2 separate regions of the Rattus norvegicus genome follow, and region 1 is linked to region 2. Evidence: chromatin contacts called from public Hi-C data. All regions are on one chromosome and are shown on one strand. Each heading gives the region's core, a stretch centred on a gene start, on an enhancer-like site or on the middle of the called end of the contact. The rest is flanking DNA. Distances are from core to core; before and after follow the strand shown. Region 1 holds the start of Tcf4 (transcription factor 4). Region 2 has its middle 290 kb from the start of Mc2r.

The links. A called contact is a pair of places that touch in the nucleus more often than the background predicts.
Region 1: a Hi-C map of frontal cortex shows a contact between it and region 2, with 2.8 times the contacts expected there. The contact joins the promoter of Tcf4 here to the enhancer-like site in region 2. A contact is called at or near these places in 3 of 12 Hi-C or Micro-C datasets (the A7r5 cell line, Schwann cells and frontal cortex) and 1 of 1 datasets of contacts at active chromatin or transcription factors (oligodendrocytes).

Annotation. Positions count from the first base shown.
Region 1 is chr18:65,218,342-65,221,041 of GRCr8, reverse strand. Tcf4 (transcription factor 4) reads right to left here and starts at 1,397. Exons shown (of 19, transcript NM_053369.2): 1 at 1,306-1,397. The coding sequence starts at 1,377.
Region 2 is chr18:64,578,175-64,580,879 of GRCr8, reverse strand. No RefSeq gene overlaps it. Among named protein-coding and RNA genes, the nearest start is that of Mc2r, 290 kb to the right of the region's middle. Within about 2 kb of position 1,374, at least 3 of the 93 cell types and tissues checked have an H3K27ac peak or open chromatin away from gene starts, as enhancers often do.

The sequences.
Region 1 (2,700 bases), core at 148-2,647, 640 kb before region 2:
TGGGCATAACATAAATGTGGCAATGTCCCTTCCCATCCGTTACAGGACTTGTCTGCCACACATGAACCCAAATCAAAATCAAAATGCCACCTGCAGTAATTTCTCACTTCAGCTCAAACATGAGAGCAACGTAGGCAAGTCTCTCTCTCTCTCTCTCTCTCTCTCTCTCTCTCTCTCTCTCACTCTCTCTCAATCTTTCACTCCCTCTCTCTCTCTCTCCAGCATCTATTTCCGCCCTAACTGGTTTCCCTCTTCTCCTCCAGTCTAATGCGTTTCACACACCTTCCCCGAGTCAGAGCCTGCAAAAAAGCAAAGGAGCGAATGGAGAAAGTGCAACAAGCAGAAAGGGGGCTGCAAAGCCGCCTATGGGCCACTGCTTCCTGCCAAAACTTTCAGAGAACCACTTCTCCACGGGGTCTGCGGGAGGAGCAGCAGAGGTGGCAGCCAGCTTCGGCAGGCAGCAGGAGCGGGAGCAGAGTGGGGGAGCCCCACTTAGAAGGTGGTGTGGATTTTATTTGTGTGTTTGGGGGGATTCTTTTTTTTCCCCCTTTTGCTTTACAAAACGCATGTTACACCAAACTCATCTGGCATTAAAACTGCATCCATGCTCCTGACTTGTCTGGAAGCAGAGGGGAGGGAAGAAGAACCAAGAGAGTACAGTAGTAAAAACTCCACAAGTGTGTAAGTTCCTCTTTGTGCTGATTTCAAGACTGTAATTTACTAAAATAGTCCAAGGCACACTGAACAATGTATGCTCAATTTATGCATAGGAGTTCCCAGAATCCCAGAAGAGGCGACCAGGCGGAAGTCAAGAGGACCCACACAGAACCATCCGCCTCAAGTTCAGGGCACCTAGCTCCTCTACTGCCTATTTTCCATTTTTAAAGTAAATAAATATTATGTAAATCAGATGTGCAGCCTGACACAAAGTTAGCAGCGCACTCTGTGTGCAGACGTGGCCAAGTTTTTGGTGGACTTTATAGTTTTAAGAGGGTTATCTGGTTTTCCTTTCTGCTGGATTGAGATTCCATTATTTATAGAGAAATTGGTAGGTAAAGAAATCAAGGCAAGTAATTAAACTCGTAAAAAATAAAAATAAAAAAGCTTGAGTTTTCCACATCCCAAAATTAGTTGTTAAAAAGAAAAAAACTTGTCAAAAAGACCCTCACATTTTCCAAGGATTCAGCCAATTAAAAATTATCCCAGTCTTTCCCATGTCTATGGGTGCCTAGCTGGAGTGTTGGGGGAGGGTTGTTTTTTTTTTTTTTTCCACAGCTGTTGTTAGTTTCCACCGTTCTTTCTTACCGCACTGAAATCCAGTAAATCACTCAGCTCTTTGTCCGTCCCTAAGGCAGCCATTCGCTGTTGGTGATGCATTTTAGCAAAATCACACAAACCTAGAAACATGGAAATAACCGCAATCAGAAAATCCAGTCCCAATCCTTGGAGAAAACACAATCGGATTTTTGGAGACTGGGGGGTTTGGTGGGGTGGGGGGGATATAGGGGCGGATGGGATTAAGGTAGAAAAGGAGGAAGGAATGGGAGAGTTGTTGGGTTTTGTTTTGATTTTTTTTTTAATGGAATAGGCAGCAATAGCAAAAAAAAAAAAAAAAAGGAAAAATAGCAATATTGTATTTCCAAAGAGACGATCAAACTAGTAACATCCACTATAAAACCAAATCCAGGAGAGAAGGGGGGTAGCCGCTCTTCAGCGCATCCATTTATGCAACAGGAGGTAGAGCGAGAAATGAATGGATCACAGAGAAAAGAGAAACTACTGCACGAACCGGTCTCAACTTTCCCCCCACCCTCCACCCCACCCCCTCACACGCACACACTCACGCGCACACACTCGCACACACTCATAGCACTCCCTCCCCCCCCACCCCCCACCCCCCCCCCTCGCCCTGCAAAGTAGCTCGAAAGAAATTAAAGACCAGCGTCTCTGGAGTGCAAACCGGTCCACAGGGGGGTGGGGTTGCCGGGGAGGGAGAGCCCAGAAGAGCCTCAGGGTCCTCCAATTGTCCTGCACCCCTAATTTGTGAAAGAAAGGGTTGTAAAAAAAAAAAATTGAAGTCAGGCCCATTGGCAAAGTGCGCTGTGCCCGGGAGCCCGCCGGGCCCGGAGGGGGCGGAGGCCGGGGGAGGGGACGCCGCCGCTCCCCAGCTCCCGAACCCCGGCGGGGACAGCCGGGACCACGGGGCCCCGAGCCCGTGTGCGGCCGCCCAGCCCGGCCCGGCCCGGCCCCGCCGCGCATCCGCCCAGCCGGCCCCGCCGCGCCGCTACCTACCGCCCGCGCGCGACGAGGGGCTCCCGGTGCAGCGCCGGCGCCCAGGCGGCGGTCATGTCTATCCCCCTGCCTCCGCCACCACCACCTCCTCCAACGGCCGGCGCCCGCGCCCGCTCCGGCTTCCCCGCCGCCGCCGCCGCCGCCGCCGCCGATCCGCAGACACACAGCCAAGATCCCTGACTCTTAACACCAACTCTCTTCTCCCGGGAGGGGAGGGGACGAGGGAAGGGGGGAGGGGGAACACGGCGAGGCGCACGGAATTGCAAGTTCAGCAAAGAAATGGGTGGGGGGGCTCCGGCGGGGAGACGCGGCGCTCCGGGTCGGGCTGCCTAGGAAACACCCCCACCCCAGAAAAAAAAAAAATCCCAACACCTCCCCCGTCTCGAGGAAGAAAAAAAAAAACAAAAC
Region 2 (2,705 bases), core at 125-2,624:
TGAAGAAGAATACATTCACCCACCCTAGTGCTCCCTAAATACCTTAGCTTTTCATAACATTGACACTAAGGGTTTACCTAAAGCAGCTTTTAGCACCAAAATTTGAAGAAAAGGATTAACATGAATTGCTATTCTCACCCCAAATTGGCTTTGGTTACCAGAGAGAGACCTTGCCTACCAGCCACTTAGATAAGGAGTCTCATTCTTCAGAGGCCATGGAAAACCTTGAGGACAGATTACGTAAGCATCTGTAGAGAGCGCATCTGATGACTCTTTTACAGAAGGAGCTGATCTACTGTGTTCTGGAGAAGGAGAACAGAGAGCTGAGTCAGTCCTACCAGGGTAAAAATAGCGAGGTGGACAGCTTGAGCAAAACTTTGCAGCTCACCTGCTCGCCCATGATCAATTGCACAAGCGCAGACCTGGCCTCCAAACGAAGAAGCCACTGTAACACCTGTAAGGCTCTGTGAAAATGGTCTAAGGAGCGTTTATGATGAGGAGCAGGCTCTGATTGAAAAACAGAGAGATACTTTGCGTGTTTCTCCACGAACAGCTGTTAGGGGACCAGCACTCGACAGGAAGCCTCAATGGCACTAGTCACACGTAAAGGACTGTACTGTAGAAGGCTCCCGTCGACAGGAGGAGGGCAGACCGCATGCCATGGGGAAACGCTACATCTTCTCATCACTACGGCCAACTTTCCAAAGTCGAGCATTTGTGCCTGGCTACGTTAAGGTGCATTTACACGTCAAGGTGGTTTTCATTTCTGCAAAACTGGGGCTCCTCATTGTAAAGAACCACATTGATGTTGGATGTCCAAGATCTCTGAACCCTAGGATTTTAACTCGGAATTGAACTCTGCACCTTCGCTGCTCACAGAGAGGTCAACTGTTCCAGAAGGGTAAATGGAGAGCTTTTCTTTGACAGCATCCAGACATCCCATGCTCTAAGTATTTATGGGTAGTTCTATTCAGGTTTGAAAGAGGCAAATTGGGGACAAAATAACAGGAGGCAAATAGAGTTTGGAGGCTTAAGGAAACACAGACAGACAGACAGATGCACGCACGCACGAACACATCCCATTCATTCACTTTAACAGCACTAGACATGGTTTAAAAAAAAATAGCAAGTAGCACCCCTCCCCCAGTCTACCCATCTTTGAGAGTTTGTTAGGTGAAAATGTCATGCTGACAAACAGCTCCCACTAAAGGTAGGCTGGGCAGGCAGCAAGCACCCACCAACAGCATTTTCTGTTAAGTTCTAGCCCCTCCCAAGCTTAGTTTTTGTAAGTCAGGAAGCCTGTGATCTACTATGCCTTCAGGGCTCAGTGGACTGCCCGTGGGCAGGAGGGGGGTCTCCTCCAGCCCTGAGCTAATCATCACAGGACCTGAACAGGCAGCTGTGGGGCCTTTGCTCCCCATTTGTGAGCTCATGAGCTGGGCTAGCAAGGCACTGGGTCTAACTTTAGAACTACACTCCAAACTTTGATCTTCCAGCCCTGCTTGGCTTTAGGCAAAACTGAAACTTGAGAGCTGCGACATGTTTTTTAAATCTTAACCCCCCTGGCAGTTTTAGAATAAGGACAGGAATTATTTTCAAATGAGAATCTTTGACTGCATAACACAGGCTTCCAAAATTAAGCAGAAACACATGGCGGATCTTATTATTAAATTTCCCTTGGAAAACAATGGTTTAGATTAAGGGGTGGGGGTAGTTTGATAAAACTTTGAAATATGAAGCCTAAAATAATGGTGTGTGTGTGTGTGTGTGTGTGTGTGTGTGTGTGTGTGTGTAAAGATCATTTTAGAGTTTTACCCGGCCCTACCATTATTAATCTGTTCCTGACAATGTTTAAGTAATTGAATGCTTGAGGTCTGAAATATAAACGATTTTTTTTAAAGCTGGGAATCAGGTGCAAGGGTTTTTCTGAAGTCCAGAGAGAAACTCGAGCTGATTAAAATATCTCCCCGTAAAGCATGTTTCTTAAGAAAATCAAGAAAATGGAAGATTTAACTGTACATGACCTACACCCGACTCAGTATAACCTTCAGCAGAAAACCTTCAGCAACATGACCGGGACCACGGTGGGGGCTCTTGGCATCTTTCCTCATCAAAACGAATCCACCGGCGATTCTCCTCTCCTCCCAGAGCTGTTCCCACAACGAGATTTGAGGGAGAGAATGTTTCTGGAAACAGTAGTGTTGCAGACCTCCCGGGCACCATTTAATTCCTTCTTCCCTTCAAGGAATGAATCAATTACTACCTTCTCGATGAAGCCTTTCTGATCAGTTCATTTATGTTTCCCCATGTCCTCGTCAGCCCGTAGCCCACGTATTGCTTGCTTGGAACTTATTTCCTGCTGGATATGGTTAGTGATCTTAAGAGTACATCTCTTTTCTTCTCAGCCACCTTAGGAGATCCTACGTGGCAAGAAGCAATACCTGGCCACCCTTTGCAACTCCCATTGGACCTAGCTCAGGAGTCTGCACCAGTGACCAGGCTACCATGCAAGGGACAATGGCGGGGCAAAGTGATGCTAAGATGTTATGTTCTAGCATCACCCAGAGGAAGCCCTGGGGAATAGACATTAAAAGGAAATAGTGCACCCTGGTGGAGGCTAGACAGCCAGCTGGGCTCACGGGTGAGTGAGAAGCACCACTCCAAGGATTCAACTTGAGGGAGGAACAAAAGGAGGCAAGGGAACA